Regions from separate parts of the Macaca mulatta genome. Here region 2 is linked to region 1. A link is a contact called in public Hi-C data. All regions are on one chromosome and are shown on one strand. Each heading gives the region's core, a stretch centred on a gene start, on an enhancer-like site or on the middle of the called end of the contact. The rest is flanking DNA. Distances are from core to core; before and after follow the strand shown. Region 1 holds the start of KNOP1 (lysine rich nucleolar protein 1). Region 2 holds the start of GPRC5B (G protein-coupled receptor class C group 5 member B).

Region 1 (6,713 bases), core at 2,478-4,977:
CCTGTCCCTCATCCTTCTTTCCCACTGAGCAGGTGTCCGCAACATCCCTGGCCTCCCTGGCCTCGCAGAACCAAGGGTCCTGGACTGAGAAGGCTGTGGCATCCCGGGCTCCCTTTTTCTCCTTCTTGTGTTTTTTGAGCTTCTTGCCAACTCTGGTTTCCTCCTCACTCTGTCTAGGGTCTGGGGAGGTTTTCACCCCAGAGGCATGGGACATGGCCAGAGGTGACTTCTTTTTCTTCTCCCCACTGAGGAACTCCAAGTGGCCAAGCACCTGCTTCCTGGGGCTGGGTGACTTCTCTGCCCGTCTGGCATGCAGCAGTGTCTCAGGTTCCACATGCCCCTCGCAAGGGGTGCTGAGACCCGTCTTTTTCTTCTTCTTTTTCTTCACTGGAGGCATCTCAGGCGCCTGCCCATGGACCACACTCTTAGAGGGGGATGTGGCTCTTACAGAAGAAACATCGGCCAAGTAATCATCATTGTTTACAACTGAGTATCGAGTCCCTGGTTCTTTGACCACTTTCTTCTTCTTTTTCTTCTCTGGGACCCCAGGGTCTACTTTGTGTGTCTTGGTGATCATTCCTGAAAAAACAAATGGTACAAGTTACCCCTATACCAAGCCATCCTGTGTTCAGTTCTACTAAGCATTGCCAAGAGCCATGTTTCTTTGAGTGGGTGGACTAAGCATTACGGGATAGGGAAAATGGACATGATTCCTTTAGAGCAAAAAAAGAAATACAATAGAAACAGCATAAATTTTATATCCAGACAGCCCTAGGTTCAAACCTAAATGGTTCTCTCACCTTAAGTAAATCAGCTAACCTCCCTGAGCCTCAATTTCTTCATCTGGAAAATGGGGGAATATAACACCTCCTTCCTCAAAAGGGTGTTGAAAAGAGTAAATGAGACAACGCATGAAAAGTGCTTGGTACATTGTGAAATCCCTTTTTCTTTTTTCTTTTTTTTTTTTTTTTGGAGACAGAGTCTTGCTCTGTCGCCCAGGCTGGAGGGCAGTGGCATGATCTTGGCTCACTGAAACCTCCGCCTCTGGGTTCAAGTGATTCTCCAGCCTCAGCCTCCCCTGAGTAGCTGGGATAACAGACAACCGCGATCACACCCAGCTGATTTTTTTTTTTTTTTCCTTTTTAGGAGAGACGGGGTTTCACCATGTTGGCCAGGCTGGTCTCAAACTCCTGACCTCAAGTGATCCGCCTGCTTCAGTCTCCCAAAATGCTGGGATTACAGGCATGAGCCACCTTGCCTGGCCTAGTTTCACTGTTTTTAAAATGTGAAGTTGATTGCCAACACTGAATGAGTCACAGTGATACACAGTACTGAGGGCACCCAGCTTGTCTTGGACAGATACCATGGAAGCACCTGTGAGAAACGGCTGTGGGGTCCTCAATACCCTTCAGCGTCCAGCTGGACCACTTCTCTCACTCCAGTCCCCAGCCAAGTTCCTGCTGCTCCCTGCACTAGACATTCCCAGAATTTAGAAGCAAAATATCCCAAAATATCTAACAGGCAGTTAGGATTATGGGAGAGAAAAGAAAAGCTTCTCCATCCTGCAGCCGTCCTCAGCTTCAGAACCTACAGGGTCCACACTGGAGCTGGCTCACTGTTAAGAGCTTCAAAGAGCCAGGCCAGGCCTGAGCTACAGGTCAAGTTCATTCATAACTCACTCCAGGAGCACCTTGAAGAGTCAAGGGAATAACTATACTCATTCATTCCTGTCTGCCCTGTTTCCTGGTTTATTTCTAGCATCCTGCTCAGTGCCTGGCACATATCAGGTGCTCAATAAATACTCACTGAATGAATGAATACATGCTAGAGAGACAGAGATGAACAACATAAACCACCACCCATCAAGAAGCAAGTAGGTGTGGAAGGAAATAAGGTTTAATAACAAGGATACAAGTGATAAAAGCAAGTGGTAAGGTCAGGGTGGTAGAGGTTGTATAACCTGTCCTACCAGTTGTCAGGAAAATTTCTGAAGAACAACTGCAGGATGGTGCTACTAATCCCTGAGACAAAGGTACTGAAGGCAAGCGGCTGAAGGGACAGGCTTGATTGGACAGATGCTTTGGAGATGTTCACTGGACAGGTGAATATATGGATGAGGTGTGTTTGGGTGGCCGTGCTGACATGGGCGACATAAAGTTAGGAATGTATGGGTGGTGATTAAGCCTTGAACAGAACAAGCCTGAGACAAGACCTCAAAAAATACAGTAGTCCCCGGCCCAATCCCAGGTTTCCCATTCCCAGGTTTCAGTTACCCCGGTCAACCCTGGTCCCAAAATAGGTGAGCACAGCACACCAAGTTATCTTGAGAGGGAGATCACACGCGTGCAAATTTTATTACAATATACTGTTGTAATTGTTCTATTTTATTACTAGCTAGATTGTTGGTAATCTTTTACTGTACCTAATTTTTTGTGAGACAAGATCTCACTCTGTTGCCCAGGCTGGAGTGCAGTGGCATGATCTCGGCTCACTGCAACCTCCACCTCCCCGGTTCAAGCAATTTTCACACCTCAGCCTCCTGAGTAGCTGGGATTACTGGCATATACCACCACGCCCGGCTAATTTTTGTATTTTTAGTAGGGACGGGGTTTTACTACGTTGGTCAGGCTGGTCTCCAACTCCTGGCCTCAAGTGATCCGCCCACCTCGGCCTCCCAAAGTGCTGGGATTACAGGTGTGAGCCACCGCACCCTGCCCTACTGTGCCTAACTTATAAACTTTGTCACAGGTAGTATACAAAAGAAAAAACATAGTTATATTTAGGGTTCGGTACTATTTGTGGTTTCAGACATCCACTGGGGGTTTAGGAACGTACTGCCCGGGGATAACGGGGGAGGGGGACTATTGTATTGGCATTTAAATAAGTGGGCAGAGATAAAAGAGCTTGCAAAGAAGGTGCAAACCTTGAAATAGTGTAGTCAAGAAAGCCAAGACGACTTCAGAAGAGGGGAGTGGCCAAGAGATCTGGTAAGAACAAAGAATCCACCGGGAGGTTGCGGGTCAACTCTTAATCCCCTTCTCTCCCCATCTCTGCCATTTAGAAAAGTACAGATAGCATCCTCCTCTTGAGCCCTGCGACCAAATGCATTCACTCTTTCAAAGAGAAAGGAAAAGAACATTACAGTGCATGTCCTGCAAACACATATGCTTTCTACAAAAGCGCTTTTAAATTCCCGCGGCAGCTTTGTGAGGATCATTGTGAATACCCGACCTCACAAGCTCCAGAGACTAATAATTCACTTGCCCTAGGTTCCAAAGCCATCAAGTGGAAAACAGGAGATCGGAATTCCACCCACAGGACTCCAAACCCAGTGCAGCAACACCCCACTCCCCCGTAGGATCACCGGCAGGACGCGCGGGAGCCAGGAAGTGAGATCGGTGCCTCCAGGGCTCCCATGCGCCCAAGCCTCCGCAGCAAACAGACTGGGAGGGATTACGTGGGGTCCCAGGCCCGGCTCTGAGGCGGGAAAACTTTCTGGAGGCGGCGGCCTCAGGCCGGAGCAGGCGCGCACCGACTGAAGGGGTCGGATTTAGGGATGCGGGTGGCCCGCATTTCCCCGACTTCTCCGCCGCGCATTTCCTCTGGTGTAATCTCCAGACCCCGCGCCGGCCCGCCTGCAACGCATCCTGGCACTCACCGGTGGGCGAAATTTCCCCGCCTCCACGTGAGAGCCCGCTCCGCCGCGACCCGGAAGTCCACTTCGAGTCGCCGGCCCACCCTCTCGGGTTCCGGTTTCTTCCGGGTCGCGGCCTCCCGGCGAACGCGGTTACCGTGGAAACCGCGGCCATGGCTGCACCGCGGCAAGTCCCCAGCCACACAGTGCCCCGTAAGCCCAGCTGCTCTACAGACTCGTCGTTCACCCGGACGCCGGTGCCCACCGTGTCTCTCGGTTCCCGCGAGCTGCCTGTCTCGCCGTGGCAGGTCGCCGAGCCGTCAAGCAAGAATCTGTGGGAGCAGATCTGCGACGGTAGGCAGCCCGGGCTGGCCGAGAGGGGCGGGACCCGGGTGGGGGCCGCGTTTGAGGAGCGCCCACTGTGCGCCTGGCGGCTGACGGGCGGGGCCGCCGGGCAGCAGCTCCGCGGGCCCGGGCTCCTCATTTTACGCACGGAGAAACTGAGGCTCGGAGAGGCTAGCCCGCGGTTACGCAGCGCGGCCTCCAATCGCCATCGGTAGTGAGGTCAAAGGCAAGGGAACAGCGAGGGAAAGCTGAATAAAGAGAACCATGCGGTGTGGACCAGTGGTTCTTAAACTTCATTTAGTGAACAGAAAAGAATTGCTGGGTCAGGGGCGGGGATCTTGTTAAAAATGTAGGCTCCCAGGCCCCGCCCACAGAGCTTCAACTTGGGATGCAGGGAATCTGCACTTTTTAAAAAAGAGCACCCCAGGTAATCCTAAAGTAAGTAGTCGGCGGCCCACGCGTTCCGTAACCATGGTGTGGACAAACGGTAAGTATTAGTCCCTTCTTGCTTCAAACCTTCCTTAACCTCCCCAAACGGAGTTGAGCACATCTTCCTTTGTGGCCCTTCTCAGTATTCGTTACTCAGGTTGGGCAAATTATTTAACTTGTTACCCTGTCTGCAAAGTGGGCATAATAATGACACCTATTTCGATGGTGTTAGGAAGATGGAACCAGATAGTCACAAAAAGTGCTTAGTGAACAGCGTGATTTTAGGAGTGCAAAAGGCTTATTGGGAAAAGAAACAAAAACTGCTCGATTTACAGAAGGAGCTGCGAAAGCGCTAGTTCTTAATGAATAATGTTGGCTGGTGGTGGTTTTTTTTTTTTTTTTCCACTAGACCATAAGCTCCTCAAGTTCAAACACTCAGATTTTTAATTCATGTGGCCACCATCACTACCTAAGCTGCCTGAAACGGCGCGGTGAAACCCCGTCTCTACTAAAAATACAAAAAAAAAAAAAAAAAAAAAATTATCCGGGCCGGGCGCGGTGGCTCAAGCCTGTAATCCCAGCACTTTGGGAGGCCGAGACGGGCGGATCACAAGGTCAGGAGATCGAGACCATCCTGGCTAACACGGCGAAACCCCGTCTCTACTAAAAAAACAAAAAAAAAAATTAGCCGGGCGAGGTGGCGGCGCCTGTGGTCCCAGCTACTCGGGAGGCTGAGGCAGGAGAATGGTGTGAACCCGGGAGGCGGAGCTTGCAGTGAGCTGAGATCTGGCCACTGCACTCCAGCCTGGGCGACAGAGCGAGACTCCGTCTCAAAAAAAAAAAAAAAAAAAAAAAAAAAATTATCCGGGCGTGGTGGTGTGCGCCTGTAATCCCAGCTATTTGGGAGGCTGAGGCAGGGGAATCCCTTGAACCAGGGAGGTGGAGGTTGCAGTGAGCCGAGATCGCGCCACTGCACTCCAGCCTGGGTGACAGAGAGAGACTCCGTCTCAAAAAAAAAGAAAAAAAAAAAAGTGGTTATTTAACATTTGAAATGTGGTTAGTGCAATTGAGGAACTGAATTTCTTGTTGGACCTAATTTATTTATTTATTTATTTTTTTTTTTTGAAAGTGTTGCACTGTTGCCCAGGCTGGAGTGCAGTGGTGCTGTCTGGGTTCACTGCAGCCTCCACCTCCCGGGTTCAAGCGATTCTCCCGCCTCAGCCTCCTGAGTAGCTGGGGTTACAGGCACCCACCATCATGCCCAGCTAATTTTTTTATTTTTATAGAGAAGGGGTTTCACCATTTTGGCCAGGCTGGTCTCGAACTCCTGACCTCAGGTGATCTACCCACCTCAGCCTCCCAAAGTGCTAGGATTGCAGGCGTGAGCCACCGGGCCTAGCCTGAACTTAATTTTAATAAATTTAAATAGCCACATTTGGATAGTAGCTACTGTATTGGATAGCGCAGATCAGTAAATGTTTATTGAATGGAAAAAAAGAATGAATGTACCAGTATATGTGATGACTTGAAAGAAGTGGAGAATACAGAGAAGGAAGAGAATAGTAGACTTAGTTGATAGATGCCCTCAAAAGTTGTCTATTTCAACCCCATCCAGTACTTAAATTCCTTCTCCAACCTTACATCGTGCTGGAAAAATCCCTTTCATTTTGGATGTTCTCTTTGTCACTTTCACCCCTAGGTCCTTACCTCTTGGTGCTATGATTCAGGGAGCTAATCACTCCACCTCAAAGAGTCTACTCAGATATTTGACAGTAGTTATTATGGCTGTCTTTCCCCCAGAGCTTTCACTTCTCCAAGCCAAACAGTGCCTTATGATACAGTTTACTAGAGGATTGTTGGAAAAGTTACTCAGCCTCATCTGTAAAAGAGAGATAATTGTTGTACCTACCTTACAGGGCTGTTGTGAGGACCAGGTAAGGATGTATGAAAAGGTGCTTAGCACAGTGCCTGGCATTTAAAAAGTAGTCAATAAATGTTCATTATTGTTGACAAAGAAACATGCCTTGTGTTGTGATTTACACATTGAGTTTATTTTGGTCAAATAGGCCTCTAGAGAGAAAGCAAAGACAAAGGGTTTTGGTGTTCTCTGAAAAGCAAGTGAATTGATGCCACTTAGAAAATGATAGAGTTACAGAATGAGGTCAGGCATGGTGGCTCACGCCTGTAATCCCAGCACTTTGGGAGGCCGAGGCGGGTGGATCACCTGAGGTCAGGAGTTGGAGACCAGCCTGGCCAACATGGTGAAACACTGTCTCTACTAAAAATAACAAAAAATAAGTCGGGC
Region 2 (6,713 bases), core at 1,611-4,110, 170 kb after region 1:
ACTGGCCGGGAGGGCTTCCAAACGACAGATGCCAATTTGCATTCTATTTACATGTCATTTGCATGCAGTTTAACTCAAAGCCTGGATCCTCCGCAAGCCTCGAGTCCCCACCGAAGAAACTTCTGAATTAAGAAGGTTCCTTGGCTGAAGTGCCGGGGGTTTTGTGCCAGATCCCTCCCCCACTTCTCTTGTCTTTGCGGGACCCCCAGGGCTTTCTGGGCTCCGTTCAGGTGCCCCCCGGCCTGGTGCAGTTGGGCGGCCAATGTGGCGCGTGGGCTGGGGCCCCAGGCGGGGACGCCGCTGCCCGCCACACTCCAGGGGCCTTTGTCCGCGCTCCAAGGAGCCGCCCCCTTAGCGAACGGGGGACGGAAAGGGGGAACTGGCTAGGCCTGGGTGTGACAGAGCAAGGACTGAGGAGTGAACCCGCTGCACGGGGGAGACTTCTGGGGCAAGGTCGTTGGCCCCCTCCCAGGCTGTTTAACCTGCTGCCCGGTGCCAAGGCGGGTGCGGGCTCCTCCAGCGCGCTCCCTTTCCGGCCCAAGCCCTAGGGACCCCGGGATGTGTGGGGTCCTCGTGGGGCTGGAATCCTGTGTCCCCCAAGGAGAGGGGACAGAGCAGAGGTCTAGTCCTTATCCCCAGCCTAGCCGCCTCTCCCAGAGGTCCAAGTGCCCCCTGTCTGGAAGGGAAACGCCACTCCCCCCGCCGCGCCATTGTATGCAGCCGCCCCCTCCTCCCTACCCCTCCCCGTCATTGGTCCCCAGCCCAGGTCTCAGCTCTGCCCTCTTCCCCCGCCATGTCCCCCCCTCCCCTTGCTGAGTAATGCGCACTCAAGCCGGCTAAGGGCTTGACCCCCAGCCCCCGCGACAGGTGCTGCTGTTCACCCACAAAGTCCAGCCCTTGTGCCCCCGGCTGCGCCTGCCCCGTCCACAGTCAGCCCCCCCACGCGGCCCCAGGACCAGCCCGCAGCTCCTCACACACCACGAGTCACTAGGACATGGCTGGGTTCCTTTACGCTCCCCAGCTGCCCTTCACCTGTGGTCGCCCCCAGACCCTCCTGGGAGACTTGGATCTCTACCTGATCCAGGCACAGTCCCCCTCTCCCCGTAAAGGTCCCCAGACCCTCCCCTCTCCCGCCCACCCCTCTACGGCTCCGCTCCCGACGCACCGTGGTTCCCCTCGCCCAGATCCCACATCTCCCAGTGAACTCCCTGGCTGGGGTTGGGGGGCCGCTTAGAAAAACACAAGAAGCAGACCCCCCAATCCTCCCAAATCCACGGCGGGAAAAGTTTCTGGGGTCCCCACAGCGTCCTCCACCGCATCGGCTCAGCTTGCACTCACCGACCCCTGCGGCCCCGCAGCGCCAACGCTCCAGCTGGCCCTCGGCCCGAGTCACATCTCTGCAGCGCGGCCGCGGCCCCCGCTCCACGCACGCCCGCCTGCGGGTCCAGCTTCACTGCAGCGCCTGCCAGAGTCGCTGCCGCGCGAGGCGCCCCCTGGCCCGGCCCGCGCTGCTGCAGCGGCCGCGGCCCCGCCCCCGCCCCTCGGCCGGCCCCGCCCCCGGGCCTCCGAGCCCCACCCCCAGTCCCGCTGGCGGTTCCGCGCCGGGCTAGGCGCCGTCTGTATGCACCCTCGGAGCCCAAGCTCGTGGCTTCTAGCCCGGATCGCTAAGACGACCCCCCCCACCTCCCGTGTCCCCAATTCGGGGACATTCCCCCCACAACCACAGTGCGCCCAGAAACAATCCAGACGAGCCGGGCAACTCCGCAGGGTACATCCATTTTCGGGAACACCCCTCCCCCAGCCAATACACTTACCGAAGGGTATCCAGACCGAGGGGTACCGAGGGGTCCCAGCGCAGGAGCCTTCCTGCCCCCAGGCCACACTCCAAGGTGGGTTCATAAGCAGTAACTTCCCCGAAACACACCAGCACCAGGTCCAGGACGCAGACAGGATCGATCCCGCCGGGTGCCCTTCGAAGTCACCAACACCCCGGTATGCACCTAGGGGCACACACACCGCTAGGCCTCCTCTAGGCAGGTTCCTCCTGGACACACTCCTCTCTCCTCACTGCCCACCTCCCAGGTGTCCTTATCCCTTTACGCACACTGAGTCTAACACCCGCGTCCTTCGCCCCTCCAAACACACACGTCCACACGGTGCACCCCTCACGTGGGTCCCTACGCAGGATGGCCACCACCCCTACCGCACACATCACCCACGTACGCACACGTCCACCGCCCTTCAGGGCACACATACTCAGTGGCTCGGGCCACTGGCTGTGCTCTCCGCAGACGCTCAGGGCACAGCCCGGACGCGTGTCCGCTGGGCGGCCGTGGGACCTGCTTGAAGGAGGGGTCCGGGGCAGCCTTCCGCCTCGGCACTGAGTCCCCCTCACCCGTCCTAGTCCACAGGCCTCTCCGAAGTCGGTATTGCTTCGATCAGGCCTGGGAGCTGCGCTCCGGCACCCCATATAGGGCTGGTTCCCTGGGTGACCTTCAGACCAGCAAACCCAAGCAGTCTCAGGTGGCCCCCCTGCCAAAGCCAGAAACAGACCTTTGAGAAGCATCCCTTCCCCGCACTCCAGATTCTCAGGGTGAGATTTCCTTTCCACCTCCGCAGCCCCCCACCCCGTCCCCGTCCCCACCCCCATCGCCGCAACCATCCCAGCCACATAAGATACCAAAGGGAGAGGACGGACCCCTGCTTCCCTCTCCTGCGGGCTGCAGGAAGGTGAGATGCAGAAGAACACTCCCTTCTGGGAATAGTTGCAGCCCCTGATCTTTGGGAACCGTAGCCCTTCCAGATACTCCCATCCCTCCCCGCCAGCCTCCCAGTTCCGGTCCGGTTAGGCCACATCCCCCTTGGGCACGCATCTCTGGGATACCTTTTATTATATTCAAGGGAAAATGGAAGGGAAGAACCATAATGGTAGTTTTTCCCCCACCCCTGGTTTATTTGCATGGATCCTCGGAGCCTAGAACAGTTCCAGGCACACAGTAGGCGCTCATTAAACGTTTGCGGGACGACCATTTTCTAGTGTGTTCCCGCCAGCCTGCTCAATTGGAAAGTGGATGGGCACTGTCACCTGGTGGCAGCCCTTGGAACTGACGCCGAGATCCTTTCGTAAACGTGGGCAGGTTCACTTTTGTGAGCCACATGTCCTCAGTATCTGTAAAATGGAGATCTTTTTCATTGCACACGCCTATTGGAGTTGTTGTGAAAGTCTAACACATGTTACATGTAAAGTGCTTCACGCAGGGTCTGGCATGTGGAAAGTCCTTAATATGAACTGGTTAACATTGCAGTTACAGTTATATTCCCTTTCCCACTTGTTTTATAGAAGACCCTGACTGTGATGGTCAGTTTCGCTTCGGGTGATGATACCACAGGAAGCACAGAGTGAAAATGAAGGAGTACGCTGAGTGGTAGGTGCATTCCTTCCCTCCAAAAAGTTCAAACACCCGTGGATGATAATAATAATAGCTGAGTACATAGTGCTTCCTGTGTGCCAGGAGCTCTTCTAAGTGTTTTCAATTCTTTAACTCATTTAATCCTTCCAGTTACCCTTGAAGCCAGATACTGTTATTCTCCCTATTTTACAGATGGAGACACTGAGGCCAAGAGGGGTTAAGTACTGCCCTGGGGTTAGACAGTTGGCAAAGACAGAATCCAATCCAGTCCATCTGGCTCCGCAGGCCATATTATCAACCAATGGTTAAACTGGTGTCATCCGCTGCCAGGTCAGACATTGTCACAGAGGAGCCTCATCTCCCAGGAGAGCTCACTAGGTCTCCAGCCTTGAAGAGAATGGCTCCAGGAGGTCCAGGGAGCTATGTCAGGCTCTCAAGTACCCAGTTCACTTTGTCTAATGAAAACCAGTGACTTCCCTGGCACTATCCTCACACTAAAAAACCAGTGGCTTCCCTGGCACTAAATGGTCAGTGCACTACCCATGGCTTCCCACTGACAAATGTCATGGTACGTGTGTTTGTCCATTTTTCATACTGCTATGAAGAAATACCCAAGACTGGGTAATTTATAAAGAAAAAGAGGTTTCATGGACTCAAAGCTCCACATGGCTGGGGAGGCCTCACAATCATGGTGGAAGGTGACGGAGGAGCAAAGGCACGTCTCACGTGGTGGCAGACAAGAGGGCGTGTGCAGGGAAACTGCCCTTTATAAAACCATCAGATCTTATGAGACTGATTCACTATAATGAGAACAGCATGGGAAAGACCTGCCCCCATGATTCAATTACCTCCCACTGGGTCCCTCCCATGACACATGGGGATTATGGGAACTACAATTCAAGATGAGATTTGGGTGGGAGCACAGCCAAACAATATCAGTGTGTAATCAGGTATTTGCGTGGCTCTCTGCTTGGTGTCTGCCTCCCCTATAAGACTGTATCTCAGTGCTGTTCAATCTATACTGTCTGATAACAGCAGCCACTAAACATGTGCCCAGTGGGCACTTTATATGTGACTAGTATGACTAGAGGATTGAACTTTCAGCTTTTTTTGAAATGGAGTCTCTATTGCCCGGGCTGGAGGGCAATGGCATGATCTCGGCTCACTGCAATCTCTACCTCCCAGGTTCAAGCGATTCTCCTGCCTCAGCCTCCCAAGTAGCTGGGATTACAGGTGTCTGCCACCATGCCTAGCTAATTTTTGTACTTTTAGTGGAGATGGGGTTTTACCATGTTGGTCAGGCTGGTCTCAAATTCCCAACCTCAGGTGACCCACCTGTCCAGGCCTCCCAAAGTGCTGGGATTACAGGCCTGAGTCACTGAGCTCGGCCTCAGTTTTATGATTTAAATTTAGGCCGGACATGCATGATGACTCATGTCTATAATCCAGCACTTTGGGAAACTGAGGTGGGAGGATTGCTTGAGGCCAGGAATTTGAAGCTGCAATGAGCTATAATTGCACCTTTGCTCTCCAGCCTGGGTGACAGAGTAAGACTCTGTCTCTTAAAATAAATAAATAAGGCCGGGCGCGGTGGCTCAAGCCTGTAATCCTAGCACTTTGGGAGGCCGAGACGGGCGGATCACGAGGTCAGGAGATCGAGACCATCCTGGCTAACACGGTGAAACCCCGTCTCTACTAAAAATACAAGAAAAATAGCCGGGCGAGGTGGCAGGCGCCTGTAGTCCCAGCTACTCGGGAGGCTGAGGCAGGAGAATGGCGTGAACCCGGGGGGGCGGAGCTTGCAGTGAGCCGAGATCGCGCCACTGCACTCCAGCCTGGGGCACAGAGCAAGACTCCGTCTCAAAAAAAAAAAAAAAAAAAAAAAAAAAAAAAAATAAATAAATAAATAAATAAATATCAATAACCACATGTGGCTACTGTACGCATAGCATATCTTTAAGCTTGATGAGGACAAGAACTATGTCTATTGTTTAGGTAGACATAGGTGATCCACCCGCCTTGGCCTCCCAAAGTGCTGGGATTACAGGCATGAGCCATCACATGTGGCTGGGGCTGGGTAATTTATAAAGAAAAGAGATGTCTTGGCTCACAGTTCTGCAGGCACGTTTGACCCCAGCATCTTCTCGGCCTCTGGGGAGGCCTCAGGAAGCTTTTACTCATGGTGGAAGGTGAATGGGGAGCCGGCATGTCACATGGCGAGAGGGGGGGGGGGTGGGGAGAGAGAGAGGGAGAGAGAGAGAGAGAGAGAGAGAGAGAGATGCTGGACTCCTCTAATCAGCCAGCTCTTGTGTGAACTAACGGAGAGAACCCACTCATTACTGTGAGTCACTCATGAGCGATCCATCCACATGACCCAGACACTTCCAACACTGGGAATCACATTTCAACATGAAATTTAATGTGGACAAATATCCAACCCGTATCAACTTCCTACCTACATTCTTTGTTTGGCTAGGCTGAGAAGGGTCCCAGGCTCCCTTGAGACTCCAGCACTTGATAGTCCCCTTAGAGCGGCAATGGGGGACACTTCAGGCTGTTGCCATTTCTGGAAGCATCTTTGGGGTGAGCAGCCAGGAGCACTGAGTAAACAAATGTGGAACACACCACTGCCACCATTCCACTATTTTGTGCCCATGACAGACTTCACCAATTGATTGCTGCACTCTTTTCTGCTTTTAATGCCCTCAGTCTGTAAGTGTAACTGCCCATTAAGTGTTAGAAAATTCAGGCTGGGCACAGCGGCTCACACCTGCAATCCCAGCACTTTTAGAGGCTGAGGTGGGAGGATCACTTAAGCCATGGAGTTCAAGACCAGCCTGGGCAACAGAGCAAAACCTCCATCTCTACAAAAAATTTGTAACCAGGCATGGTAGCATGTACCTGTAGTCCCAGTTACTCTGGAGGCTGAAATGGGAGGACTGTTTGAGTCTGGGAGGTTGAGGCTGCAGTGAGCTCTGATCGCAGCACTGCATTCCAGCCTGAGTGACAGAGCAAGACCTTGTCTCAAAAAAAAAAAAAAAAAAGAAAAGAAAAGAAAAGAAAAGAAAAATTCACAGTGGCAAAGTGTTCTTCAGTTGTTTCTGGGTGTCCCCAACAGGGTGTCCCCATAGACATCCACAAACCAGTGTGTCAGCTGCAGTCACCATGTGACTGCTACCATCTCTTCCTTTCCTGGAACGGCTCCCACAGGTTCTTGTCTGTGAGTATGCAAGATTGCTTGGAGTAGCCTCATCATGGCCCCATTGGTCCCCTGCAAGGCCACACGGGGACACTCTCCCAAAG

Evidence for each region. A called contact is a pair of places that touch in the nucleus more often than the background predicts.
Region 2: a Hi-C map of liver shows a contact between it and region 1, with 5 times the contacts expected there. The contact joins the promoter of GPRC5B here to the promoter of KNOP1 in region 1. A contact is called at or near these places in 3 of 14 Hi-C or Micro-C datasets (fetal cortex germinal zone, fetal cortical plate and liver).

The regions. Positions count from the first base shown.
Region 1 is chr20:19,742,237-19,748,949 of T2T-MMU8v2.0, forward strand. It overlaps KNOP1 (lysine rich nucleolar protein 1), which reads right to left and starts at 3,728. Exons shown (of 6, transcript XM_077986372.1): 1 at 3,533-3,728; 2 at 2,924-3,092; 3 at 1-579. The coding sequence starts at 577. IQCK (IQ motif containing K) reads left to right here and starts at 3,763. Exons shown (of 9, transcript NM_001193745.3): 1 at 3,763-3,988. The coding sequence starts at 3,808.
Region 2 is chr20:19,910,909-19,917,621 of T2T-MMU8v2.0, forward strand. GPRC5B (G protein-coupled receptor class C group 5 member B) reads right to left here and starts at 2,861. Exons shown (of 5, transcript XM_077986397.1): 1 at 2,699-2,861; 2 at 1,815-2,000.